Regions from separate parts of the Sus scrofa genome. Here regions 2, 3 and 4 are each linked to region 1. A link is a contact called in public HiChIP or PLAC-seq data. All regions are on one chromosome and are shown on one strand. Each heading gives the region's core, a stretch centred on a gene start, on an enhancer-like site or on the middle of the called end of the contact. The rest is flanking DNA. Distances are from core to core; before and after follow the strand shown.

Region 1 (7,266 bases), core at 1,262-3,761:
ACCACACACCTTTCCCTCTGCCTCTCTTCCATTTTGCTCTTGCTGTTATATCCTTTTATATTAAGTAAATGTTTCTCTGAGTTCTGTGAGCTGTTCTAGTGAATTAATTGAACCTGAGGAGAGGGTTGTGGGGGCTTCTGATTTACAGCCCATTGGTCAGAAGCTCGAGTCACAACTTGGATTTGTGACTGGCACCTCAAGTGGGAGAGGAAGTCTATTGGACTAGCCTTTACCCTGATGCTATCTTTAGGTAGATGGTGTCAGCAATGAGTTAACTGCTTGGTGATGCTACAAAAACACATATTATGGTACCTAATTCAGTTGTCACATTTCTCTAGTCTCCTTCACCACAAAAGAGTTCTTTAGTCTTTCCTTGACTTCTATGACCTTGACATTTTTGAAGACTCCAAGCCAAAAATTTTGTAGAATGTCTCTCAAGTTAGGTTTATTTGAAGTTTCCTTATGATTTTGAAACTGACAGTATCAACGACCTAACCTAGCCAGAACACAGATTGGGACTTGAACCCACGTGCCAGGACTCAAACCTAGCCTAAACCCAGATTGGGATTTGAACCATGTGCTGGGACTGGAATCCAGCCTAAACCCAGATTGGGACTTGAACCCAAGGTTTTAAATTAGAATCACTCTCCCTGTGTCTGGACTCACTGAGGTTCAGGTTCTTCATGTCTCTGTGCAGAAGGAATTCAGCGAGAGACAAGGTGATAGGCAAGAAATAGATTTATTAGGATAGGATGCTTGTGAGAGATGCAAGCAGGCAGGTATGGAAGCTCTGCCCTGAGGATCTGGTGGGCTACAGTTTTTATCCTCCAAGGGGAGTGGGGGTTGAAAAAGATGGCCTCTTCCTTTCTGGGAGTACTAGCTCTTCCTTTATATCCCTAAGGTGTGTATTCAAATCCACAGAAGGGTGGTCCTCAAACTCTTGCCCTTGCTCTGAATATGAATGCAGGCCTAATTCCATCTCCCACCCAACAACCTGAGGCAATTCTCAAGGCTCCTCTAATGAAGCAAACCTGCTTTGTTCTGATGGCTTTTTTGAGCAATTTATTTACGTACAGCAATCTCCCCATGTCCCCTAAGATTCCCTCATTATCTGTGGTCTTTTACTGGGACTTCTAAAAATATCTGTGTCTACCCAGGCCTATCGATTTGACCCAGATCATCCTGGAACACCATAGAAGTGAAGCTGGAGTCTTTTTATTGAATCCCAATGTGTAGCCTATGGCATCAGATTATTCCATTTCTAGTGGCATTAATTTGATCAGTTGCTTAAGATGTTATCTGTCAGATTTCTCAACTGAAAAATTACTCATCATCTACGTTTTTGTAGTTAATAGGTATTTTAAGGAATCCCAGGAACTGAAGGAATTCCAGGAATACCTGGAATGTTCCTTGTTCCACTTCCACACTTTGGTATTAGCATCCTTTGATGCCTCTTGCCTGAATTGTTACTACGCTGATACCAGGGCAGCCCTGGAGACATACAAGGCATTCCGAGCACTTGAGTTCAAGCGTTGGCCTGGCTTTTTACTTTGGATTTCTCAAAGGCTCACACTAATGCTTCAGTCTTTATATGTATACATCACGGCTTAAGCACACGGAACAATCCACACTGTTGGAAGTCAAGAAAAAAATCAATATTGCCTTCACTTGTGAGTCTGACAATTTGGGGATCTTGGTGCTATTAGCATTTTATACCACCAACTTTGATGCTTTGCTTCCATTTCCTAAAAGAAACACCATATTTTGTTTTGGCTACTAGTTTCCTTAATGAGACATGAATTGTTCATCTTCTGCTGAAAGAGCAGAACAAATGGCAGACCTTTGTTGTTGGTGTTCATAATCCAAGAAGAAACTTTCTCGTGTTCAAGGTTTCTTACAGAATGAATCTTTTCCTCCATTTGAATAAACCCTCAATCATCATCATCAGAGTTAATCATCTCTGAACTTTTCAACATTGTCATTAGGGCTGTAGTTTTATATCTCATGAGTGAGATCTTCTCTAACTTTGAACTTCATATTAAAGTGAAAAATATTTCCTCTTACCATTGTTTTTGTGCCCGTATACTCCTTCTAACATGTCAAGTGACTCATTCGCAGAATTTACGTGACTGAAATGTGGTTTCTAATCTTTGTCCAAATAACAGTCATTCAGTTTTAAGCCCATGTAGAAAAGCCTTGTGTGCTGCTGAAGCAAAAGTTAAAACATGTTGCAATCTTCTCTGCTCAGACAGCCTGTTTCCAGGAATCACAAGAGAAAACAATTGGTCTCCTTAGTTTGCATCACTACTATGTTGCTGATTTGTGACTTCAATTATCCAGATTCCAGAGGAAAAAATACAATATTGATAAAACAGCTAGGAGCTTGCTGAGGCTTTTATCATCGGCTCAGCATCTGTATTCTTCTGACAAACACCACCTACGAACACACGGGGCCACTGGGCGGGACCTGGAAGGCGGATGTGTTCCCCTGCCTTCTCTGATGACTCGCCTTTAATGACTCCTTTAAAATTCCTTATTTGTGAACAATGAAAAAGATGTAGACAGCAAATACTGTCTGCTTAATTGTCAAACCCAAACAACTTCCTCCTTTCCTCCTCTTCCTCCTTCCTTCTTCATAAAAGAAATAGAAGGGGCTAGCAGCTTGGATGTCAGTCTCACAGCAACAAAGAGCCTGGCCATGTTTCAAAGCCTCTGAAAGACATCTACAGGACAAGTTGGGGGCAGTGGAGGAATCCACGCCTTCTCTAACCTTTCCTTCTCTTAACCAGGATTCCAGCTCATGTCCCTCTGATGCTCTTAACTGCCTATTATGAAAAATTAGGTCTTTGAAATGAAATCGAGAGAGAAAAAAAAATGTCATCATGTATGCTCATTTGATTTGGGAATAAAAGGGTGCCCTATAATTTAGAATAAGAGACAGGGATGACTCATTATAACTCTGAAGGTTATTAAGGAAATGAATAAATTGGTCACACCACTACAACTGTGCTTGTCTTCACAGCAGCATTGCCAGTTTCTTTATACAATTGGTAATTACTACTCCATGCCTTCTTATAGGGTGTATAAGACCTATTCTGGTGTAACAATAAATATTAGAATAGTCTTCAAATCCATCATTAAATGAGGCTATAAAAAGCTGTAACTAGAGCAGGTGCAAGCTACCTCAGAACCTTGGAAAGAGTCATTCAAATTTACAGCACTGAAAATACACTGAATTATCCAATACAATAAAAAGTATGTATAACATTTAATAGTCATCAGTGTAAAAGGCTATAATACTTGAATACTAAGACTATTTTGATACTGTTAAGTTAAATTGATACCCCAAGCCAGAAAAGTGGTACAAAGCCTAACTCACACTTATATTTCTTCTGTTTAATAAGTCTATAAATGTCTAACAAAAAGAATAAAAGCAATATATATTATAGCAGCTTCATTTGTATTTATTTAGGAAGCAAGAGCTTAAGCTTCTCTGTAGTTTTCCTTATAAGGCTGACTGATTCTCAATCCATTTCAGCTAATACTTAACTATGTCTTGGCTACTTCGATTGCCAAGCTTAGAGTTATCCCTCCACTGTTGTTTTGCCTGCTCTAAAGTTTTTGTTACCCCTGTTATCACAATGTCTACACCGAAGCCTGTTTATCTTATTTCTTCTTCAAGGAAGAAAAAAAAAAATGGCCAGAGAGTAGAAAAGGGTGAAAAGCTGAAAAGCACACTTGCTTTAGGCTCCAGTCTATGATTGAAAGTTCCATGACATTCCATCCAGAAATTAAGAAGCATAGTCTTTGGGGATGGAAATATATAAAAGGCAGTGTCCAGAGCCATTGAGAGTATGGAGTTTGGCTTCAAGCAGACCTGGGTTTCAATTCTGGTTTCTTCCCTTAATACCTGCATGACTTTGGACAAGCTCCCTAATCCCTCCATGCCTCAGCTTTCTCATCTGCAAAATGAGGATAATAATAGTACCTGTCTCATAGCGTTTATTATTAGAATCAAACTAGATTATGCATGTAAACACTTCATGCCGTACCTGGCTTAAGGTAAGTATTAAAAAAGACTTACCTTAAAACTAGGAATTCCCATTGTGGCTCAGTGGGTGAAGAACCTGACTAATATCCACGAGGATTCATGTTCAATCCCTAGCCTCACTGGGTTAAAGATCTGGCATTGCCATGAGCTGTGGTGCAGGTCTCAGACCCGGCTCAGATCCCACGTTTCTGTGGCTCTGATTCGACCCCTAGCCTGGAAATTTCCACATGCTTCAGGTGTGCCCTAAAAGGCAACTATAATAATAATAATAATAATAATACACTGATTTTGATGGGGGTTGGGGTTGTTGGATGAAGGGGGTCAAAATGTACAAACTTCAAATTATAAGATAAATAAGTACTGGGGATGTAATACACAACGTGGTGATCTTAACACTGCTGTATAGTATATATGAGGGCTACTAAGAGTAGATCCTGAAAGTTCTCGTCCCAAGGGAAAAAGAATGGAGGGTAGGAATGCAGGAGTGGAAGCAGGGAGAGCTTTGGCTCTGTAAGAGATGATGATGGACTTGACTGGGGTGGCAGCCCTGGAAGAGAGGGGAAATGGTAAGATTTGGAAAGTACCTTCAGTGTACAACAGATCAGGACTGAATTATGTGGATGTGGGAAGTGAGAGGAGTGTAGATTCAAAGGTGATTCCTAGGATTTTGGTGGAAGCAACTACTAAATGATGGGACCATTTATTTGCAGAGATGGGAAGACCACATTAGTATAGGTTTGGGGGCAAAAATCAAGAGTTTAGTTTGGGATGTGGTAGTTATTAGCCAGGCCAAGAGTCGTTCTTAAGGACCAGATGGATATATGAAGTTGAAGCTCAAAGAGAGGTCGGGGCTGGGGACATATATTTTCAAGTAATCCGCATAGCGATGTTATTAAACCCACTCAGTATGAATCTCAACACTGGTCCCCCTAGAATCACTTAGGGTGCTTTAAACCTATGAAATCTTGCCTCTTCCCCCAGAGGTTCTGATTTTAAAAATGGACATGGATTTGGCATTTCGTTCTATAAGCTTCTCAGGTGATTTTAATGTGTAGCCAGGCCTGAGAACTAGGACCAAGGGGAGTGAGGTAGCTGATTGTAGGAGAGGAGAGAAGGAAATTATGGATTGATCCTTGGTGGGTTCCAATATTTAGTAGATGAGAGAAGCAGCAGAGGGTCCAGCAATAGGACTGGTCAAAAGAAGGCATCAAGGTAGGAGGGAAGCCAGGATACTGTCCCAGAAATCAAAGAAAGACAGAGATTCAAGGAGGATGGAGAAACCAGCCGAGTCAAATGCTACTAGAAGCACTATTAAGATAAGGTCTGAAGGCTTACTGTTAATTAGGCACATTGAAGTTGTTACAAATAGAGCTGAAGGTAACAAATGCTCTTCTGGTCTTTCTTCATTGTATACATACATATTAGGAAAAATTGGGAAGTTCCTGTTGTGGCTCAGAGGGTTAAGAACCCAACATAGTCTCCATGAGGCTGTGGGTTAAGGATTCGGCATTGCCACAAGCTGCAGTGTAGGTCCCAGACACGTCTCGGATCTGGCATTGCTGTGACTGTAGCAAAGGCCAGCAGCTGCAGCTCCTATTCAACCCCTTGCCTGGGAACTTCATATGCCACAGGTGCAATTGAAAAAAAGAAAAAATAATGGGGAGTTGTAATATGTTTGATAAATCAAAAATAATGTAAAATGGTAAAGGTATTATAATATCACTGAAAATTGTGTTTTAAATCCCCCCCCCTTTTTAAAAACACAGCAAGTCTAAATAAATAAGTAGCCATAGAAAGTTTGGGCAATTGAGAAAAGGAAAAAATACTACCATATTCTTTTGTGTTAACACAACCATTATTTAATCATTCATTCACTTTTTTAAAAGTTATTATTATTATTATTTGTATTTTCTAGGGCCGCAACTGTGGTGGCATATGGAGGTTCCCAGGCTAGGGGTCTAATCAGAGATGTAGCTGCCGGCCTACACCACAGCCACAGCAATGTGGGATCCGAGCTGCGTCTGCAACCTGCACCACAACGCCAGATCCTTAACCCACTGAGCAAAGGCCAGGGATCGAACATGCAATCTCATGGTTCCTGGTTGGATTCGTTAACCACTGAGCCATGATAGGAACTCCTCATTCACTTCTATATAGTGAATTCCTACTCTGCAGAAGACCCTATGCTAAGGACAGAGAAATAAAAACAACAAAAATCTCTCTCCTCAAGTAATTCAGGGCCTAGTGGGGGAGATGAACACATGAAAAAAGTGACTACGAAAAAAAGAAATAGAAAAAAATAACTACAAAACAAATGGTAAGTGATGTAATAAAGGTCATATGCAGTATAAGGTGGGAGCAGAGAAGATAGAGAACTTAATGCATGTTAAATGATAATTAGGAAGAGCACCTTGGCAAACTAGAAAGCTGCTCATGTTTTAATGTTAGCGATAGAAACAAGATGGAAAATTGGGTGTGTTCTATGATTGCCACCATATAAAAATACGATCCCTGAAGTTTTCCTAGTAAAAGAATGTCTGGAACTGAGTCTTAGAAAATGAGCCAGGTAAATAAGGTTGGGACATGGGGGGAGAAGGAAGAGAATTCTGAACTGGAAGAAGGCAAGGGAAGTGAAACAGAGTCTATAACCTGTTTGGTCACTGTAATAACTTCGGTGTTGCAGGAGTGTGGGATTCCCATGAGGGAGTAACCAGGCATAAAACTGGAAAGACAGGCAGGTGATAACAAGATAAGAAAGAATCACATAGGCTGTGCCTGAGAGTTTGAACTTTATCCAGTCACTTATGAGTAGCCACAGATGAATTTTTAAGTGGAAAAGCACACTCAGATTTGATATTACATTTATAACCACAGCAGCCAAACTGAAATGGACTGTAAGCAGGAAGACTAGGTAGAAAGATCTTGCAATAGTCTAGGTGGGAAATGGTAATGGCAATGACAGAAGGATGGATGGATGGATGGATGGATGGATGGATGGATGGATGGATAGAGGTGAATTCAAAGGGCTCTTTAGGAGACGGTGAGGACTTAGGGAATGGTAATGGATGGAGGAGTATGGGAAATGTGGAGTGAAGGGAACCAAGAATGACTCTCGGATCTCAAGTGTGGATAACTATCCCTATTCTTATTCTTGGCCAAGTTTCTATCCAAGATAAAAAATATAGAAGGAAGAAATTGAAGGACCTATGAAACAT
Region 2 (7,266 bases), core at 1,737-4,236, 210 kb before region 1:
GAACATATTTGTGGAGCGAATTACCACAAACTAAGCAGCCTAAATTAATACCCATTTATTGTGTTTTTTTTTCCCTACACCAATAATCCAATAACCACTTGTCCCAGAACCATTTATTAAAGGGCTTCATTTCTTCACAGATACATGTCAGTCCATCTCTAGGTGCTTTTTTCTGGTCTATTTCTGTTTTTCTATTTCAGGGTTAATGAATCCTTGACCATTTTTATAATAAGGCTTGTTAGCTGGTAGAGCTTGTCCTCTACTTTATTCCTTTGCTTCCAGCGTGTCATTTCTTTTTTTTGGCCATTTGCACTTTTACATACATTTTAACTAATTAATTAATTAATTTGAGGGCCACACCCGCAGCATATGGAAGTTCCCAGGCTAGGAGCTGAATCAGAGCTGCAGCTGCCAGCCTACACCACAGTTCGTGGCAGTGCCAGATCATTAACCCACGGAGCGGGGCCACAGATCGAACCTGCATCCTCATGGATACTACTTGGGTTCATTACTTCTGATCCACAATGGGAACTCCCTACATACATTTTAAAATCAGCTTAAGTTCTGTAGAAACTTTATTGGAAATTTGATTGGGATGACATTAAGTCTACGTATGAATTTGAAAAGAACTGACATCTCTACCATATCAAATTATTCTATCTGAAGACATCCCTCTATTTATTTAGATCTTCTTTAGTGTCTTTATTTATTTATTTTATACTCCATTTATTTTTTATTTTTATTTTTTGGCTTTTTGCCATTTCTTGGGCCGCTCCCTTGGCATGTGGAGGTTCCCAGGCTAGGGGTCTAATCGGAGCTGTAGCTGCCAGCCTACGCCAGAGCCACAGCAACACGGGATCCAAGCCGAGTCTGCGACCTACACCACAGCTCACGGCAACGCTGGATTCTTAACCCACTGAGCAAGGCAGGGATCGAACCCGCAACCTCATGGTTCCTAGTCGGATCGTTAACCACTGCGCCACGACGGGAACTCCTCTTTAGTGTCTTTAAATGATATTTTATAATTTTTTCTCTTCAGCTAAGACAGCAGATAATTTATTGTACACGTGTTACATTCAGCCACAACTGAGAACAGAATTAGTCCAGAAAGTCACAGGTCCAGGGCAAAAAACCAAAAGGGACCATTTTGATATGAGCAAGGTGGGTCTCAGAGTGGTCCAGGCGATCAGAACGGTGAAAAGTTGTTCTAGACCCATTGAGACAAGTTCTAGACAGAAGGCATGCAGTCCAACAAATTGTACCAACGTCCCTGGCCTCTGGGATTTCTTTGTTTCTGATCCTGTGGCTTCCATGGTGTACAAGTTTACTTGGACCTCTGCCTCATCTTTCTTCTTTTGCGCTTCAGCCTGCGCGTTCGCTTCTTCCTCCACTTCGCTCTCATATGGCGCGGAGGTTTCTCAGAAGATGGCGCTAAGGGCGAGCGATATTTTATAATTTTTTTCTTAATGCATTGCATATTTTACAACTCCCTAAGTAAATTATATTTTTGGTCAGTGTTGTAAATGATAATATTTTAAATTAGATTTTTCTAAGTATATTTTGCTGTATATAAACATGTAATTGTCTTTGTTTATTGATCTTTTGGTTAGCAATGTTACCAAACTTTAATAGCAATAGTTGTCATTTGTAAGATTTGGGGGATTTTTCTATATAAATAATTATGTCCTCAGGAAACTGACGGTTTTGTTACTTTCTTCTCTCTGGAGCTCCCGTCCTGGCTCAGTGGTTAACGAAATCGACAAGTAACCATGAGGTTGCGGTTGGATCTCTGGCCTCACTCAGTGGGTTAAGGAACCGGCATTGCCACGAGCTGTGGTGCAGATCGCAGACACAGCTTGGATCCTGCATTGCTGTGGCTGTGGCGTGGGCGGGTAGCTGTAGCTCCGATTGGACCCCTAGCCTGGGAACTCCATATGCCTCGGGGGCCACCCCCCAAAAAAAAAAAAAAAAGGACTAAAGTCAATTCTTTTACCTTTTTTTCTCTTTCTTTTCTTACTACACTGGCCAGGACCTCCATGCAGTGTTGAATAGAATCAGTGATAGTGGACATCCTTGTGTTATTTATGTTTATAAATGGAATACTTCTAATACTTCACCATTAAGGATGATATTGTAGGTTTTTGGTAGCTACCTTTCATCAGGTTAATGAATTCCTTTTTCACTTTATATTTGCTAAAAGTTTTGTTCTTTTTTTTTTTTTTTTTTTTTTTTGCTTTTTAGGGCTGCACCTGCAGCACTTGGAGGTTCCTGGGTTTGGGGGTCGCTTTGGAGCTGTAGCCTCTGGCCTATGCCATAGCCAAAGCAACGCCAGATCTGAGTCGCTTCTGTGACTTACACTACAGCTCACGGCAACGCTGGATCCTTAACCCACTGAGAGAGGCCAGGGATTGAATCGCGTCTTCATGGATGCTAGTCAGATTTGTTTCTGCTGAGCCATGACGGGAACTCCTTGTTCATTTTATTTTCAGTCATGAATGGGTGTTGAATTTTATCAAATACTTTGTAACTTCTGAGATGACGTAATTTTTTTCTTGTCTGATAATGTGGTAATTACATAAATATATTTTCTGATGTTAAATGAAGCTTGAATTTATTTAAATACATTTTTGTGTTTTGTTTTTTTTAATCCACTGTGGGATTTGGACAACTGGTGGCTTCATTGCTCTCTCAGCTCTTTGTATCTTTGGTCTCTGAGTTCTTTTGGTCTCTGAGGATTTCTCTTTCTTGCTGGTTCACTGATGTTTTTAACAAGATATACTTTTCTAATGTATTTGTCCAGCCTTTTGGGAATAATTTATAGCAGAAAGTTTTTGGGGTATCAGGTTCACCAAATTACTAGACTAGAATTCCACTTCCTCATATTTTTAGTGTAAAAGCTTCCATTAATGCAACATATGATCACTTACCACCATTTCTGTCTTATCCTTGTCTCTGTATACAACCATGATCCTTCCTGTTGAAAACAAGGAAGTAAAGTTGTGTAATTGAAAGAGCATCACAGGGAGTTCCCGTCGTGGTGCAGTGGTTAACGAATCCGACTAGGAACCATGAGGTTGCGGGTTCAGTCTCTGCCCTTGCTCAGTGGGTTAACGATCCGGCGTTGCCGTGAGCTGTGGTGTAGGTCGCAGACGCGGCTGGGATCCCGCGTTGCTGTGGCTCTGGTGTAGGCTGGAAGCTACAGCTCCGATTAGACCCCTAGCCTGGGAACCTCCATATGCCGCAGGAGCGCCCAAAGAAATAGCAAAAAGCCAAAAAAAAAAGGGGGGGGGGAAGCTTTATCTAAAGAAGAAAAGTATTTGCTACTTCCAATGCACTGGCCAAAGAATAACTCACCAAACACCATGAAAAACTATGGTCACACAGAATCACAAAAAGAAAATGACAATTCTCCAGAAACAAAAGTTAAACTCATGAAAGATTGTGATCTGATAGAGAATTCAAAATAGATGCCATAAATAAATTCAGCGAGTTACCAAAAAAAAAAAAAAAAAAGAAAAAAGAAAGAGCATCACAGCAGGATCTAAAGGCACAAGTTGTAGCACCAACAGCATCACTTAGTAAGATCTTGACCAAGCCATTTACTCTTTCTGAGTCTCATTCAATCATCTGCTAAGTGGAAACAGAACTGGATTGAGAATCACATGAATTTATAAAGTTGTAGAGAATTTGGGGAGGAGAGAGAGTTGATTAGGTAGCACACAGAATTTTTCTTTTTAGGGTGGAGAAAATGATTCTGTATGATATAATGGTGGATGCATTAACACTGTGCATTTATTAAAACCTGTATAGCTTTTACAGCACAAAAGTAAACCTTAATGTATACAAAATTTAAAAAACAAGGGCAGTTCTATTCTATTCCAGGATAGAATGCATGCTATAACCAAAGAATCTAGCCTTATTACAAATGTATGTGGTAGCCTCAGTGAAAGAGGCCAAGGAAAAAGTGCTGACGTTAAGTAACTTTGAAATTGACACTGTAAAACTAAAGGCAGTAGGAGAACTATGCATAAGCACTGTACTCTAGTTGATAAAAGTTTCCCAGAGGGGTATGGGTTAACAATTCTGAAATTATCACACATGTGTCTGGAATTGAACAATTAATAACTGATGGTGGACGATGGGAACCAGGTTTTTTACTGGTGGAGTAGGAGGTTATATACAAGAGGAGAAGCCTAGAAGGATCCATGTGATAATGGATTAGAGTTGGCGACATTAGTATAAACTCTAGTTTAGCTTACTGTGGATTTAGATGGATACATATGAGAAGATTTACAGATGAAGATATTTGTATATATACACAGTTTAGTATACACATATATATTTACTTGCTTTGTCGGTCGAGAGGGCCTAGAAGCAATAACAGCCTAGTAGCAAGGGGCACACCCAGCATCCAGACCATTTCCAATAAAAGGAACAAACACATTTAGAGAAATGGCTGATTCTAGGACTGGGTCAAGGAATATACAAGAGCCTGCAACATCTCGTAGTGCCAGAAAGTAGGGAAGTGCCTCAAAATACAATGATAAGAGGGTGGCAAAAGGATATAGGAGCCAAGTGAAAGAGCCCTTGATGGCCAAAGCAGGAATAGTTTGAACAACAAAATTAAGTAGTTTTAGGTTGTAGCACAAAGTTTAAAATAAATATCTGTGCATCCATACTGATATAAAGAAATGAAATAAATGAGGGAGAAGAAACAAATCTCCCGGGCGAAAGAATTCCAAATGATTTTAAAAGGTGAAACAGGCAGTTCCCTTGTGGTGCAGCAGGTTAAGGATCCAGCGTTGCAGCAGCTGTGGTGTAGGTCACAACTGCAGCATGGGTTTCATCCCTGGCCCAGGAACTTCCACATGCCTTGTGCAGCCAAAAAAAAAAAAGGTGGAACATAATTCCTCCCTCCTTAAGTGTTGGCTGTGTGTAGTCACTTCTTGCCGAGGTAGACACTGTGTGGGAGTCGGGGGAGATTACAGTGGAGAAACCTGTCAGTCCCTACCTCAGCCAGTTTATCAGATTAACATCAACAGTGATAAGTCATGTGTCTCTCATGTACCCTTGATATGATGTGGTAAGAATGGCACTTTACCTCTGTGGTTTTCCTCCCTAAAACCCATAACCCCAGTCTAACATGAGAAGAACATCTCATAAATATTGATAAATAACTTATCTAAAGATCAGTACTTCTTGAAACTGTCAAGATCTTCAAAAACAAAGAAAGTTTGAGAAACTGTTAGAGCCAAGCATGCTCCTAAGGAGACCCAATGACGAGATATAATGTGTCCTAGACAGAATCCTGGAAGAGAAAAAGGACATTGGGGGGGGGGGAGGAAATCTGATAAAGTGTGGGTTTAAGTTTATAATAATTTGTTAATATTGACTTATTAATTGTAGCAAGTACACCATGGAATGTAAGATTTTAATAGTAGGGGAAACTGTCAGACTATGGGAGTTCTCTGTACTACCTGCAACTTTTCTGTAAATCTAAAACCATTCTAGAACTAAAAGTTTACTTTAAAAATGCAGCAGGGGTGTTCCCTTGTGCAGTCGGTTAAGAATCCAACATTGTTGCTGCAGCAGCTCAGGTCACTGCTGTGGTGCAGGTTCCATCCCTGCCTGGGAATTTTCACATACCATGGGCATGGCCAAAAAAAAAAAAAAGCAAAAGGAATATGGTAGATACCACTGTATAGAGGCAGCGTAGCTTTAGTGGTTAAGAAGATGAACCAGGAGTTCCCGTCATGGCGCAGTGGTTAACGAATCCGACTAGGAACCATGAGGTTGTGGGTTCGGTCCCTGCCCTTGCTCAGTGGGTTAACGATCTGGCGTTGCCGTGAGCTGTGGTGTAGGTTGCAGACGCGGCTCGGATCCTGCGTTGCTGTGGCTCTGGCGTAGGCTGGTGGCTACAGCTCCGATTCGACCCCTAGCCTGGGAACCTCCATATGCCGCGGGAGCGGCCCAAGAAATAGCAACAATAACAACAACAACAACAACAAAAGACAAAAAGACAAAAAAAAAAAAAAAAGAAGATGAACCAGTCTGCCTGGCTTCAGATCTCAGCTTCACTACTTATTAGCTTTGTGAACATTGTTACCCTAAGTAACTAGAATTACTTAACCTGTATGTGTCTCAATTTACTTATCTGTTAAATGAGGTCTTGGGAGGACTAAGTGAACTAATATATGTAAAGCATTCAGAGTAATGCCTGCCATATAGCCAGTACTATATAATTATTTGAATCTGTTTATCTTTACTGCTTTTCTTTTTTTTGTCTTTTCATCTTTTTTTTTAAGGGCTGCACCCTCGGCATATGGAGGTTCCCAGGCTAGGGGTCCAATCTGAGCTGTAGCCACTGGCCTACGCCAGAGTCACAGCAATGCCAGATCTGAGCCACATCTTGGACCTACACCACAGCTCACGGCAACGCCGGATCCTTAACCCACTGAGCGAGGCCAGGGGTCAAACACGCGACCTCATGGTTCCTAGTCGGATTCGTTTCCACTGCGCCACGACGAGAACTCCTCCTTTGCTCTTTAGTTTTGAGGATCTCTGTGATTATAGCTGAATTTCGCTGATTCTTTCTCCTTCAGCATACTAATTTTTAGCTTGGCACTCTGACAAAACAGTATTCATGTTTTGTTGGTAAGGTGGAAATCATTAAAGTTATAAAGAATAAAGAGAAAGCGGGACTAGAACTTGCTGGTTCCCAGCCCCAGTTTTTTGCTGTATGCAAGTAGTATCAACTGAGTGAATGCAGAAACTGCAAAACCTGACAGGATCTACTTTTTATGGGGCTAGACATGCCACACATTGAAATTCTGAAGTTAACGTTGTTGGTTTTCAGTAGATCCTCATTCAAATATCCACTTCCCTTATTAAACTGATGTTCTTTTAGGGCAAAACACTGCCTACAGGGCGCACCCTCAGACTGAGAATTCAGCACCTAAAATTTTGATGATATTTGAAACCAAATGGAATGAATGTATTATAGCAATATGTTTTGACCTTTTACTTCTCTGCCTAGTTTATATACCAACTCTTCAGAACACCCCTTATAGAATAGCATCTCAGGTAGAATTTGGAGTCTGGAAACCTGCCTGGAGTGTGGGCTCTGTGTAATCAAGGCAACTCATGTAACTCCTTTGAACCTTAGCTCCCATCTGTAAAATGGTGATAACAGAAAATCTTGCCCTGCCTTCGTCCCTGGCTTATAGAATTGTTATAAGGATTAAGTGTGAAAATGAATGTGAGAGC
Region 3 (7,266 bases), core at 1,368-3,867, 190 kb before region 1:
CTTGATCCTATGATATTCATGAAGCCCTATGGAAATTGAAAGAAGAGCCCTATGGAATTGTAATGGTAACAACAGTAATATCATCTAAAGTGTTTTGAGCACTTACCATTCACCCAGCACTATTATATAGATGTTAGATAGATCACCTCCTATAAACCTTCCCATACTTTGCAATAATCTTCTTAGTCACATTGTATTGAGGAAATTAAAATTAACAAAGTTAAGTATCAGAGGTTATGTGGTAGTAAAGGGCAGAGCCTGGATTCAACTTAATCCACTCTTTGCCTCTTCACCTGAAATTGTTTTCCAAGGAGAACTGAGGTGATTTGGCCCTACTTGGAGTATTTCTTAAGGTGGGGTGAGAGAAGAAATCTCCGCAACAGAATCTTCTAATACTGTATTTCTCTGCGTTTCTCAATGTTGAAAAATATATAAACTTCCATTTAAAGGAAACAAAATTCTCAGACCCCGAGTTGATCTTTTACTACATTATTACATAAATCTCGGTAAAAGCTCCTTGTACATAGAGCTCTTATTCAGCTATAAAATCAAAATAAGTACAAATAGAACCACAAAGCCTATAAAATTCAAATAAACAGTATAATCTGACTGCTGATGTTTCACCCAACTGATTTGCAGCTCTCATTATAAACAAGGAACTGTCCACCACACAGGTTCTTTTGATTTCAGCCTATCTGTACTGTGTGCTTTGTGTCTTCTCAATTCCTTCACCACTTCTCTCAATTCAAAATGCTGCAGAATCTTTTTACAGTATGCTGTATACTCAGATGCATCTTTTCCATCTTTCATCTGTACTGCTTGTTGCCAACAAGATCACCATAGAGGCCCTGAAATCAATTAGCAGTTAGATGGTTGCTCTTACTGATTTTATTTTTAGATTACCGTGATAAATACACAATTTAAAAAGGTGTCATAGGATCTTTTTTTTTCTTTCTTGGTCTTTTTGCCATTTCTAGGGCTGCTCCCGTGGCGTATGGAGGTTTCCAGGCTAGGGGTCGAATCGGAGCTGTAGCTGCCAGCCTACGCCAGAGCAACGCGGGACCCGAGCCACGTCTGTGACCTACACCACAGCTCACGGCAATGCCGGATCCTTAACCGACTGAGCAAGGCCAGGTATTGAACCCGCAACCTCATGGTTCCTAGTCGGATTCGTTAACCACTGAGCCACCACAGGAATAGGATCTCATTTGTATCCAGTGGGTGATTGTTCCTGGAGAGCAAAGAATGGTGATTTATTTTAACAACCTTCTAAAGATTAAAATGAGGTGGTGGGTGGGAGTTCATATTTCAACTTTTTGTCCATGCTAAAAAGTTTCTTTTTCCTAAGTGTTTTTGGCCTTGTTGTTTTCTCACCCTGTAAAAGTCTCTCATTCAAAGCAGAATTTCCTTTTTGTTACAGTATGACCTTTTGTTACTGGTGACAGGGGTTAGCAAGCTCAGAAGGTCTAATTACTCACCAGTGCCTTCTATTTGTCTTTCTTTCCCCTTGTTTCTGTTAAACTCAGACCTCAGCCACATCAAACACATCAACCTTCCCCCACCTCCAATCCTCCTTCTCTCCCCTCTTAATTTTTAAATTTCTAGGCATTTGGGGCTTACTTTATGGTTATCAGTTATAGTCTCCCTAATTCCGCATCCTAAATCACCACTACTTTCTATACTAGCAAGCCTGGACAGGCCTAATCTGGATAAAACCAAATATTTTCCCCCAGACTGCCAAGTGATAGAGGAAGTCACATAACTACTATATTATGTTACTTTTGATTGGAAATAACAGAAAACTCAAGACTGGCTTAAACAGTTAAGGGGACATATTGACTCAATAACTGAAAAAGGCAGAGGTGTGACTTGCTTCAAATGAAACTAACAAATTAATAGTGGGACCTAATTTCTTTTTATTTTACCAGTTTTCCTTCATCAGAGTTGGCTTTGTCCTAAAGTTGTACCATGCCAATCATCCTTAGGCCAGACAACTCATGGCTTTAAGATAGCTTTTTTTAGTGGACTGAATTGTCTCCTTCCCCCAAATTCATACTTTGAAGTCCCCAAATCCCCATATGACTGTGTATAGGGCCTTTATGGAAGTAAATAAAAGTTAAATGAGGTCATAAGAGTGGAACCCTAATCCGATAGAACTGTGTCCTTATGGGATTTTTGCCTTTTGTTTTGATTGTGTGTGTGTGTGTGTGTATGTCTGTGTGTGTGCCTGCGTGCACACGCACCACACCCATGGAATGCAGAAGTTCCCAGGCCAGGATTGAACCTGGCAGCAGCAGTAGCCTGAGCCACAGACAGCCACAGCAGTGACAGTGCCAGGACCTTAACCCTCTGTACCACCAGGGAACTCCTAGAACTGTGTCCTTATAAGAAGGGAAGGAGATATCAGCAGTCTTTCTCTCCACAACAATGTAAGATGGAAGGCCATGTGAGAACACAACAAGAAGGCAGCAAGAAAGGCCTCACCAGAAACAAGTCCTGATGCCATCTTGATCTTGGGTTTTTAGCTTCCAGAACGTCTATTGTTTAAGCCAGCCAGTCTGTGGTGTTTTGTTAAGGCAGCCTGAGTGACTAAGACAGCTTTCAACAGCTCTAGGGCTTCATACTTCCTCTTTCGTGTATAACAGCTGTGAGAAATCATCTTTATCTCCACATCTCTAGCACTAGACCTAAGATGCATTCTGTTGGCCAGAGTTTGTCTCCTGCTCACCTCTGAACTAGACACTATGCCCACAGGTGTGGAGTGTGCTGACTGGTTTAGCATAGGTTATACAGTCCGTTTCTGGCTTCAGCCAGGTCCCCTGTGGCCTCCCTGCAGACTCATAGATCCCAGGTCCATGAGCTACTGGAAGTGTGGAGTCATTGCTCAGGAGGCAGCCAATAAATGATTGCTAACTTGAGATGCAACTTCACATGGGCCAGTTATGGTGTTGACATTCCTTTATTCAAATGTCGTTAGTTTCCTTTCTCATTTTTTTTCTGATTCCTTCTTTTCTCAAGTCCCCTACCTTGCAGCCTCTCCCTTCACGAAAAAGAGCACAAGGGGCTCTCTTAGCAACCATCCCTTCTACTCCAAACACACCTGCTGTCACTCATCAGCGGATGAGATTGTTCTTGATAACTTAACGGGGATAACACGTTTTCTGTGTACTTAGTCCTCCTCCGTGCCTCCTACTTCTTGAAACTTGTTTGTCAGCTATCCATCTCTTTCTAATATCTTCAGTCTATTTTGTTTCCATCATTAGGTTTTCTCTCATTCTACAAAGATAATTAGTATTCTCTGCATTTTAACAAATACTCTTCTTTGACCTCGGGAATCCCCAAAGAGACAGCCCAACTTCTCTTTTCCTCTTCACTGACTCTCAGGGTCATCTGCATTTACGGCTCCACCACCCCACTGACCTGCTTATTCTTACTCTGCATTCTGCTGGCATAGCCAGGATTCACATCACTTTGATAAAGGTCATCACTGATCTGTACTTCCAAAACCAATTATTTATTTTTAGCTTCTTTTAAAATATTCTTTAATATTTGATCACATAAACTGGCTCCTCTTCCTCAGCCTGCCTCCTAAGTGTTGTAGTCCCATGACTTGTTTCTGTCTCACTTTTTCTTGATCAATTCATTATGACTTCACCCGCCACCTGTAAACCAGACTTGCCTCTGAAATCTGTGTCTCTGATGCCTACAAATTACCTGAACTCATTTCCAAGTACGTATTGAGGATATCCATGTGAGTGTATTGTGGGAACCTTAAAATGTATGTGCAAACTGAACTTACCCTCTCCCCTTCCCTTCCCCCATCCCACTATTATCCACCTTTTTTGGAACTCTGTCTTGAATAGTGTCATCACCTACCCAGTTACCCAGGTCAGAAATCTTTGCTCCTATTTGGCTTCATCCTGCTTTCACAGCTAGTCATTTCAAAAAATCTGTTGATTCAGCTTCTGAAATGTTTTGACTTTTCCCCTTCCTTGATTTTTTTATGCCACTACCTTTGGCTGTGATGATCTGGGATAATTTTTTTTTTTAAGTAAGGTAAATAAGTATTTATTAAAAGAAAAAAAAAGAGGAGTTCCCATCGTGGCGCAGTGGTTAACGAATCCGACTAGGAACCATGAGGTTGCGGGTTCAATCCCTGGCCTTGCTCAGTGGGTTAAGGATCTGGTGTTGCCGTGAGCTGTGGTGTAAGTCGCAGGCACAGCTCAGATCCTGCATTGCTGTGGCTGTGGTGTAGGCCAGCAGCTGTCGCTCCAATTTGACCCCTTGCCTGGGAACCTCCATATGCTGCAGGTGCGGCCCTAAAAAAAGCAAAAAAAAAAGAGAGAGAGAGAGAGAAAAGATAGGTGTGGAGAAAGCACAGGCAGGGTTGGGGGGAAGGGGAGGGATAGAGAGAGAGAGACAGAAAGAGCAAGAAAGGGAGATGACAGATTGTCACTATGTATAGCCCCCATCTAATCAATTCTGTATAGAAGTGGTTCTCAGTCACTGATGTACACCAGGATCATATATGAAGATTTAAACAGCTATAAAAATCCTGTTCCCAGAGCTTTGATTTTTACTGCTCTGGTGTAGGGCCTAGCAGTTGGCATGGTAAGACCATCATAACAATCCTTGTAAATATCTGACCATGTGGCTTACGTGTTTAGAACTCTTCAGTTGTTTAGCAGTGTCTGTAAGAAAATATTCAGACCGCTTAATGTGGTATACATAAAGATTCCTCACTATCTGGCCCCTCCCTAATTTTCCAACCTCATAAACACCTCTCCACTCCAACCTCCATCTGTCCCTCACATATAGGCTCTAAGCATACTAAATTACTTTCTAAAAATAAACTTTTAATTTTAGAACAGTTGTAGATTTACAGAGAAATTTCAAGAATAGTAATAGATAGTTACCATATACTCCATCAAGATAGAATAGATAGTTACCATATACTCCATACTGGATTTCCTGATTATCAACATCTTACATTAATACTTTCTTTAGATTTTTTTTTTTTTCTGTTTTTACCTAATTTCTTTTTTCTATTCCGGAACCCATCCAAGGTACATTACATTTAGTCGTTGTATCTCTTTGGTTCCTCTTGACTCTGACAGTTTCTCAGATTTAACTTGTTTTTTGATGATCTTGACAGTGTGGGGGAGTACTGCTCAGATACCTTGTAGAGTGTTCCTCGGTTGGGGTTTGTCTGAGGTCTTTCTCATGATTAGACTGGAGTGGTGAGTTTGGGGAGGAAAAATACAGGAACAAAGCAATATTCTCATCACATAACATAAAGAATACATGTCAACAGGACTTACTCACTGTTGAGGTTAACCTTGATCACCTGACTGCAATAGTGCGCACTTTCTCCACTGCAGTTACTCCCCCACAACCCTGTACAGTACTCTTTTTTTTTTTTCCTTTTTGGGGCTGCACCTGGGGCATATGAAAGTTCCCAGGCAAGGGGGCACAGAGCTATAGCCGCTGGCCTATACCACAGACACAGCAACGTATGACCTGAGCCGCATCTGCGACCTACACTACAGCTCACAGCGCTGGAACTTTAACCCACTGAGTGAGACTAGGGATCGAACCCCTGTCCTCATGGATACTAGTCGGGTTCGTTTCCTCTGTGCCACAACAGGGACTCCCCGCACTGTACTCTTTAGAAGGAAGTAACTAAGCATGACCCACACTTAAAGAATGAGGAGTTAGGCTCCACCTCCTTGAGGGTGGCGTGTCTATATAAATTATTTGGATTGCTTCTGCCTGGGAGATTTGTCTCTTTTCCCCATTTATTTATCCTATCAGTCATTTGTATCAATATAAACACATGGGTATTTATTTTATATTTTGCGTTATAAGCCAAGATTATTTTGTTGTTCAGAGAATTTCAGCTTTGGCCATTGGGAGCTCTTGCAGTTTGCTTATGGGTCCCTTGACATACCCTTATTGTCGTGGGCCTTTTTATTTGTTTATTTGTTTGAGCAGTTCCTTACTTTCTGGCACTATGCCACAGGCTCATTTTATATATTTCCTGCCCTAATCCTAACATGAGCCATTTCTTTAAAAAGCCCTGGTTCCTTTTTATCAGAGAATGGTATTAGAAACCAATGGCTTCTTGCCACAGGGGTATGTTTGCCTCTCAACTGTCAGAATAAAGAGATATACGTGTATACTAACCCATGTATACACACATATCTACATATAGTTCTGTATGTACTATCTGTATTTATATTAAGCTAAATATGAGTTCATACTGATGACTCCAGTCCTAATGCATTAACATATGAATTATTCTAGCTTTCTCCCCTCGCATATATGTAACCTTCCACTCCTGGTGAGAAACCTGTGTTCTACCATCTATTTCTTAATTGTTCAACTCCAGTATATTTGTATAGTGGTTTCAGAACTGTTAACCCTCTATCAATTAAGTACAGAGCTTATTACAATTCTCCTTGCCTTTAGTATTACAGACTCTACTCATTTCCAAAGTTACTTAGCGTCTTTCTTCAAATTACTTTTGATTCCCTGAATGTATCATGCTTCCACACTTTTTTGCCTTTATTTGTGCTCATCTCTCTTGCTGAGGTGCCTGAGCTTTTACCCTTATCGCCTTAGAATATTGCCACCCCATCTTCTGGACCCAGCACAGATATTCCCTCCACCAGGAGGCTTTCCTGAACATGTCAGGGCTCTTTGTATCTCATTCTTCTTCACTTGGTGGTAAGGTTCTTGAGGGCAGGAACTAAATAGATTTGTCCCTGGATTCCTAGTAGTGGATGTTGTGTTAGAATGCTCTTGAGTGAAAATAACAGCAAACCTAATAGTGGCCAGATTATGTAAGGATTTGTTTTTCTCATCTAGCAGGAAGTTCATAGGAAGGTGGTAACCATCATTGGTTTACCTATTCAATGATACCATCAAGAAGCAGGCCCTTTTCCTCCTCCATGCACACAGCATCACTTTCCTTTGTTCAGGAAAGAGGCAGAGTGAAGGTGCCAGTGAGCTCTTCTCCAACCCCTTTTCCTTCTGTATAGAAGAAGACTTTTGCCCTTTAGCAGACTTCTGTCCTCTAGAACATGGTCACATGTCTCCTCCAACTGCAAGAGAAGCTGGGGAGGTGAATTTTTTAGGATGGCTAATCTTTTCAATGAGAAGATGTTGGAATTAAGCTCCGTGTAATCACAAGGCCACAAAGAAATCAGGGATCTGTTTCATATTGAATGAAAGACCCAAGGATAGATAGAAGACCAGGCCAAG
Region 4 (7,266 bases), core at 3,516-6,015, 140 kb before region 1:
TTTAGTTAAGTATGAAAATGAAGCTAGTAAATATTGGGACACATTTTACAAGATTCATAAGAATAAGTTTTTCAAAGATCGTAATTGGCTATTGAGGGAATTTCCTGAAATTCTTCCAATCAATCAAAATACTGAAGAGAAGACGAAAGAATTACCACAGGATCATGTAAAAATGAATGCTCCAAATTGTTTCTCAAGAATGTACTGCACTACTGTGCCTGAAGAAAAAAATTATAAAAAAATTTCTGGCTTATCTGATGGTCAAAGCAAAGCAGGATCTGATTTTTCCAACCTCGATTCTAAAGAAGACAGAAAAGGACCTTCGAAGACTGAATTGTTTCCTGGTAGCAATGCCACTTTCAGAATCCTAGAGGTACTGTACCACAGGGGCAAAATTTTTTTAATGTAACATTCCATATTACTTCATTAACAATCCATTTTTTTTAGGGGGAAAATGATCAAGTCTAACTAAGTGTTCATGTACTTTTGTACATAAAAATTATTTAGGGGATTTATATCTTAGGTTTTGATTTGTAGTTGTAAATTTTTTTCTAACTTGTCTTTTAATTTCTAACTTAAAGGCAGTTTTAAATACCAATAAAGTTTTGCCTTTAATTTCTAACTCTTACTTCTTAGGTGAGATAGAAATAAGTGAGGTATATGATTTGCTATGTAGACCTGGATTTTCTTTTTTAAAAAAACAAAGCTGGAGTTCCCGTCGTGGCGCAGTGGTTAACGAATCCGACTAGGAACCATGAGGTTGCAGGTTCGATCCCTGGCCTTGTTCAGTGGGTTAAGGATCTGGCATTGCCGTGAGCTGTGGTGTAGGTTGCAGGCACAGCTCGTATCCCGCGTTGCTGTGGCTGTGGCGTAGGCCGGTGGCTACAACTCCGATTCGACCCCTAGCCTGGGAACCTCCACACGCTGCGAGAGCAGCCCAAGAAATGGCAAAGAGACAAAAAAAAAAAAAAAAAAGCTTTTCCTTCTGATCATAAAGGTAGTGTATATTGATCACAGAGAATTTGTTAAAAGAGTAGGGAAGAGAAATAATAAAATTGTCTACGATCCTATAAACAAGGATTTAACTATTGTTAATATGTAACTGACTTTTTCTCCTTTTATTTATACTGTTTTACATAGTTGAGCTGTGCTGTACCTGCATTTTGGGGTTTTGCTTTGTTTCTTTTTAATATTATAAGCAATTTTCTTTCTATCTTTAAAAATTCTCTATAAACATTTTCATGGCTGCAAAATACTTTACTGTGTGGAGTACTGTAATTCTTCTTATCTGTTTTTACTTGACTGGGCATTCGAATTGTTTTCAGGTTTTCTACAGCAAATGTCTTTGAGTATAGACTTTTCTGCATTTTCCTTTATTATTTGGGTTCAATTTACTAGTTCATAATTTATTAAAACTTTTAATGCTGTTAAAATATATTGCCAAACTGCTTTGTAAGAAATTGTACTGATACCCATTCATAGCAAATGTAGGTCTTTTTCATCATACCCTCATTGATTGGAATAGTCTTATTTTAGTGCTTTCTGCTTTGTTAGACAAGAATTATACCTTGTTTCAATTTGCATTTCTCTGATTGTTGAATAGGTCACATAGTTCTTCATATGTTTAGAAGCCATTTACATTTCTTTTGTCTTCTGTTTATTTCCTTTATCAGTTTTTTTTTTAAATGAGCTCTTTGAATCATATTTAATGCAGATTTTTTTTCAGTGTGTTGGTCACCTTTTAATTTGGTTTATTTTGGGGTTTGGATGTATAAAAATTTTAAATATTTCCATAGTCAAATAATTTCTCAGTACGTATTATTCTTGTGATTTATTCCATTGCTTTTGAATTTTGAAAACTATACCCAGAGAGCCAGTAAATATCTTTTAGGGTTTTTTTAATTAAAAATCTGACATGGGTGAAGAAAATTTAACTTTTTTTCATATTTGTTTATTTTTTGATTTTAGGTTGGCTGTGGTGCTGGGAATAGTGTTTTTCCAATTCTGAACACTCTGCAGTGAGTTTTACTAGAGTTTTTTCCTACAAGATTTTACATATATATATGGGATGTGGAGAAATTCTGGGAAAATGTTGTCCTGTATATGCCTGTAGTGCTCTTATTCCCATGTAAACAATGACTAAAGTAAATTTCAATAGAAGTCTTAGGGTCTAATTTCATGTGAACTGGGAATTACTCTGAAAATAATGTTTTACAGGCATGGCTTGTCCACCATGAGTTAAAGTCATTTTTTCAGCTTATGTTTGTGTGGATAAGGGAATAAGAAAAGACCAAGAGATTTGATCCTTCTGCTAAGCTGGGAATTGCTGAACTTCAGAGATTTATTTGCTCCTCCAGGATACTTAGGTATCGTCTTACACATAGAGAATTGAGTTTAGAGTTTACGCTTTATTTGGGGTAAGCATTATACTCACTTTATACTCATTTTATTTGACATGACTTTTGGAGTCACACCTGGTATAAAAACTTCCTGCGTCAAATGACTGTAGACTTGAAATTGTTTGGAATTATAGCACTTAATCCTAAGATTCAAAAATGCAGAAGTGGCTGATAGGAACAGAGATGTTCTCCTGACCTGCCCTTCCTGTTCACCACCTCACCTATGCATTTTACTAGGTAACAAGGAAGACACACCTCAATAAACTTCAGCACATTTGACCTATGGCTGGTCTGTCAGGACCTATTCTTTTTTTTTTAAGTTTACACAGTAGCTTTCCCATTATTTTTCCATGACAAAATAAACATAAGCACATCATAGAACATGTCCATTAGGTGAAAGATCGGGGGCAGGAGGGCCTAACCCATTCTTCCCACATCATAGCATAGCTCTTGACAGAATTTTTATTATTGTTTCTTTCAGTCTTTTCACTACGCATATTTTTAAATTTAAGAATGCCTTTTTGGAGTCCTCTTTTTTTTTGTTTTGTTTTGTTTTGTTTTTGTCTTTTTGCCATTTCTAGGGCCACTCCCGCAGCACATGGAGGTTCCCAGGCTAGGGGTCAAATCAGAGCTGTAGCTGCCAGCCTACACCACAGCCACAGTAACGCAGGATCTGAGCTGCATCTGCAGCCCAACCACAGCTCAAGGCAACACCGGATCCTTAACCCACTGAGCAAGGCCAGGGATCGAACCCACAACCTCATGGTTCCTAGTTGGATTCGTTAACCACTGAGCCATGATGGGATGGAGTTCTCTTGTGATGCAGCAGGTTAAGTATCTAGCATTGTCACTGCAGCAGTTTGGGTTGCTGCTGTGGTGTGGTTTCCATCCCTGGCCCAAGAACTTCCATATGACACAGGCCTGGCCAAAAAAAAAAGATTTCCTTATTAAAAAAATGTACATTGTGAAAATGTAAAAGCATTCAGAAAAAAATGTACATTGTGAAAATGTAAAAGCATTCAATGGATTCTCATATACCCACCACCTTGATGCAGCAGTTATTAACATTAAAGCCAACATGATACTTCATTTTTAAATACTTATGATGAATCTCCAAAAATTAGGATATTCTTCATTACTCTTATAAACCTAATATAATATAAATATTAATAATTCCCTAGGAGTTCCCATCATGGCTCAGTGGTTAACGAATACGACCAGGAACCATGAGGTTGCAGGTTCCTGGCCTTGCTCAGTGGGTTAAGGATCCGGCGTTGCTGGGAGCTGTGGTGTAGGTTGCACAGCTCGGATCCCGCGTTGCTGTGGCTCTGGCATAGGCTGGCGGCTACAGCTCCGATTCGACGCCTAGCCTGGGAACCTCCATGTGCCATGGGAGAGGCCCAAGAAATGGCAAAAAGACAAAAAAAAAAAAAAAGAATTCCCTAATATCATCAAATTACCAGTTAAAGTGGTTAGCCAGAAGTGATGCTGGCCAGTCTGCAGTTCTGAATGGCCTTTCTCTTTCAGGATTTATTTTCTTTGTTTTTCCTTTTCCAATTTCTGGGCCAAATTTCCTGTTCTTTTACACCACATAGCCACATCCCTTCACCCCAGTGACCTCTGAACTTGTAATACACACAAATCTACTACATTGACAGTTGATTATGTGTTTACTTTATGACTCAACTCAGGCTATATTTAGCATGTCATTTCTTTTATGTCTTTTCTCTCCAACCACTGTTTATATATTCCTTGAGGAAGAGAGTGTATTTTACTCTAATCTGATTTTCCAGGTAGCCTAACAGTACAATATAGTTAGATAGAGCTCAGTATATACTGACTGATTAGTATCTCTGATTTCCCACTTGTCATTTGTATTTTTTGCTTCCTACTTCTCTCTCCAACTAATAATTCAAGCTCCTCCTTCCTCACCCCCTGACTTTTTTTTGTGGCTGTGTCTTTTTTGCCTCATATCCATATTTTAGAAGTCGTGTAGCTCAAAAACCTGAGATAATTAATTCACTTTTAAAAAGAAACCAGTGATTAGCCTTCCAAAGGGAGTATTAGACTTTTTTTCCCTACCAAAGAAATTATGTTTTATTACTTTTAGAGCGTATAGGAGTAATGTGTTACATTTTCAGAATATTTTACCGTAATTAGACCTCTGAAATTGATTGGTTTTATCATTCTCCAAGGATCATTTAATTCTTAAGCCCCCTGCCAAGATAGTGCTTGGTGGTGTGGTGGTGGCAGTGATATTTACACCTGTTTGCTGGGAAAAGGGCCAAGGCAGTCAGCTGATTTTACAGAAGATCTCTGGAAAGTCATTGGGTGGTCACAAGACTTCAACTTGGGTTGCTGATGCAATGGCAATTCCGCCTCAGAGGTCATGCTGCTGTCTGGGTAGGACACATGGCAGATGGCACATGCTTTCCTTTAGCTACTAGACTATTCTATATTTTGTGGGTGTTCAGTAACCACTGCCTGAAGGTAGACTGCATACCTTTCATAATGAGCTACATGTGCCAGTGTCCCAAAAAGGTATTTTGAGCTCTATGGAAGTTTTTACAGACCCATGTTAAGTTCTTCAGTTTTTAAGTTCATTGGATGATCTGCTCTCCTGGAAGGCAAAGGCAGATCATTCAATGATGATGACATTAATAGTGATGACGACGATAATAAGAATGACTAACATTTATCAGGTGCTTACTCTGAGTCAGGCACCTTTCTGGAAACTTTACCTTATGAGTCCATTCAATCCTCACAACCGCCTTAGATGCCATATTTATCTCTGTTTTAAATATGAAGAAACCGGGAGTTCCCATTGTGGCTCAGCAAGTTACAAACCCAGCTAGTATTCATGAAGTAGAGGGTTGGATCTCTGGCCTCACTCAGTGGGTTAAGGATCCAGCATTGCCATGGGCTGTGGTGTAGGTCACAGATGCGGCTCAGATCTGGTGTTGCTGTAGCTGTGGTGTCAGCCAGCAGCTGCAGCTCCAATTTGACCCCTAGCCTGGGAACTTCCATATGCCGCAGTTAATGGCCCCTAAAAAGCAAAAATAAAATTAAATTAAATTAAAATTAAAAATTAAAAAAAAAATAAAGATGAAGAAACCAATTACAGAGAAATTAGGTAACTATTCCATGGTCACCCAACTAAGTAGTAGGGTCAGGATTCAACCTTAAGCAGTCTGATTTCAGAGCCCTTGCCTTCAGCCATCATACCACATAATACTACATGCATATTGAGGACATTTCAAACATGTGTGACCACCCAACAAATTGTGAGTCACAAATGTGTGAATTTCATAGGAAACAATAAGGACATATGCTGCAATAAAGCACTATTTTTATATGGGGTGGTTGAGAAAAGACAAGCAGCACAAGTTTTAACTTTGATTCATTACTGGTTAACTTTTCATGGCCAAATCCTATTCCTCAAATGTTAATTTATTTGCACAGATCATAATGCAAATCCCTAGAGCCATGGAATAAATGAGTTATACACGAATGTAGTATTCATCAATGAGTAGTGTTTAGGAGTGTAATGTGAGTCGGGGTGCGATTCTGCTACATGCATGCTTGTGCTTGTATTCCATATTTATTTAGAAGTCTCGTCACTGAAATGCCTCCTGAATCAAATTAGAAGTTCTAATCATGTGCTTCAAAGCCCATCTTTTTCTCCTACAACATTCTGGGCTCTTGGGATCCACAATGCTTCCCATCCCTGGCATGTGACTCCCACCTCTAAAAAACCCTTTCCCCTTTTCCCCGCTTAGCTAGCAGTGCCATCCCCCTCCGTCAAAATTCTTAAGACTTTCACCTCAGGATGCTTGCCCTATCCATACTTCTGTAGACATTTATATGTCCCCAGCTAGGCTGTAAAACCCATAAGAGCCAGGACCGTACTTTTAATTACTGTTTTAAGGACACACTGATCTCTTTCTGTGATTCATATACACTGCTAAGCAAGATGATGCAAGGATTCTTTGATAATAGCATACAAGATATGATCAAGAAGGCTACTCACCCACAAAATTCAGAACACAGTTGACCCTTGAGTAATGAGTGGAGGTTAATCCATGAATAATTTATTGTCGACCCTTTATTTGTGGTTCCTCTGTAGCTGCAACCAAGGGCCATGTAGCGTTTACTATTGAAAAATATCTGCATGTAAGTGGGCCTGCAAAGTTCAAGCCTATGTTGTTCAGGGGACAACTGTATATGTCTGCCCATTAGTAACCATGGCTCAGCCATTGTTCCTGGATTTCAGATAAAGGCTAAATAGAACTTGTCTGAGTTCAGTGGAGGTCAATTAAAATTAGTCAAGATTTTCATACGGATAAATAGTACCACTCCCCCCCCAAAAAAAACCCTGAATTTGTTTACTTTATTTAGAATATATGAGTCTCAGAGAAGCTAAGTCTAATGCAGTGTTTATAAGTGGCAGTGAGTTCCCTGGTGGCTCAGTAGGTTAAGGATCCAGCTTTGTCACTGTCATGGCATGGATTCAGTCTCCAGCCCAGAACTTCTGCATGCCATGGGAGTGGCCCCCCAAAAAGTGGCAAGTGCAGGATTTAAACACAGATTTAAGTGGTTCCCAAATCCTGTACTCTTACTATTTCCTTAGTTTCATTTATTAGTTTGTATTCTCATGCTTGGTACATATATGAGGCTCAATAAAAGTTTGAAAATAACTTGAAAAGATAACAAAAAGTTAACATACTGGTGTTTTATTATTTTATTAACATTTAATAGCACATAAATAAAACTTCTAAAAATGTATATGTGTGTGTTTATATTTATCATCATCATCATTAGTACATCGAGCTTCCATGAGAGGCCCGGGGCAAATGAGTTGCACACA

The links. HiChIP or PLAC-seq counts read pairs in DNA pulled down with a chosen protein or histone mark.
Region 2: an H3K27ac HiChIP or PLAC-seq map of alveolar macrophages shows a contact between it and region 1. The contact joins two enhancer-like sites. A contact is called at or near these places in 3 of 5 promoter capture datasets (fetal liver, fetal skeletal muscle and liver), 9 of 47 Hi-C or Micro-C datasets (alveolar macrophages, blood, embryonic fibroblasts and 4 more) and 1 of 2 datasets of contacts at active chromatin or transcription factors (alveolar macrophages).
Region 3: a contact with region 1 is called in an H3K27ac HiChIP or PLAC-seq map of alveolar macrophages. The contact joins two enhancer-like sites. A contact is called at or near these places in 1 of 47 Hi-C or Micro-C datasets (embryonic fibroblasts) and 1 of 2 datasets of contacts at active chromatin or transcription factors (alveolar macrophages).
Region 4: a contact with region 1 is called in an H3K27ac HiChIP or PLAC-seq map of alveolar macrophages. The contact joins two enhancer-like sites. A contact is called at or near these places in 2 of 47 Hi-C or Micro-C datasets (epiblast stem cells and fetal skeletal muscle) and 1 of 2 datasets of contacts at active chromatin or transcription factors (alveolar macrophages).

What each region holds. Positions count from the first base shown.
Region 1 is chr15:77,342,841-77,350,106 of Sscrofa11.1, reverse strand. No RefSeq gene overlaps it. Among named protein-coding and RNA genes, the nearest start is that of TLK1, 17 kb to the right of the region's middle. Within about 2 kb of position 2,511, at least 11 of the 83 cell types and tissues checked have an H3K27ac peak or open chromatin away from gene starts, as enhancers often do. A contact at or near this core is called in alveolar macrophages, where this site is marked.
Region 2 is chr15:77,552,496-77,559,761 of Sscrofa11.1, reverse strand. All of the region lies in intron 1 of METTL8 (methyltransferase-like protein 8), which reads left to right. Among named protein-coding and RNA genes, the nearest start is that of METTL8, 8.4 kb to the left of the region's middle. Within about 2 kb of position 2,986, at least 2 of the 83 cell types and tissues checked have an H3K27ac peak or open chromatin away from gene starts, as enhancers often do. A contact at or near this core is called in alveolar macrophages, where this site is marked.
Region 3 is chr15:77,534,137-77,541,402 of Sscrofa11.1, reverse strand. The region is part of intron 1 of METTL8 (methyltransferase-like protein 8); the gene reads left to right. Among named protein-coding and RNA genes, the nearest start is that of METTL8, 27 kb to the left of the region's middle. Within about 2 kb of position 2,617, at least 15 of the 83 cell types and tissues checked have an H3K27ac peak or open chromatin away from gene starts, as enhancers often do. A contact at or near this core is called in alveolar macrophages, where this site is marked.
Region 4 is chr15:77,485,255-77,492,520 of Sscrofa11.1, reverse strand. METTL8 (methyltransferase-like protein 8) reads left to right here. Exons shown (of 12, transcript XM_001925591.5): 6 at 6-373; 7 at 1,969-2,018. Among named protein-coding and RNA genes, the nearest start is that of METTL8, 76 kb to the left of the region's middle. Within about 2 kb of position 4,765, at least 4 of the 83 cell types and tissues checked have an H3K27ac peak or open chromatin away from gene starts, as enhancers often do. A contact at or near this core is called in alveolar macrophages, where this site is marked.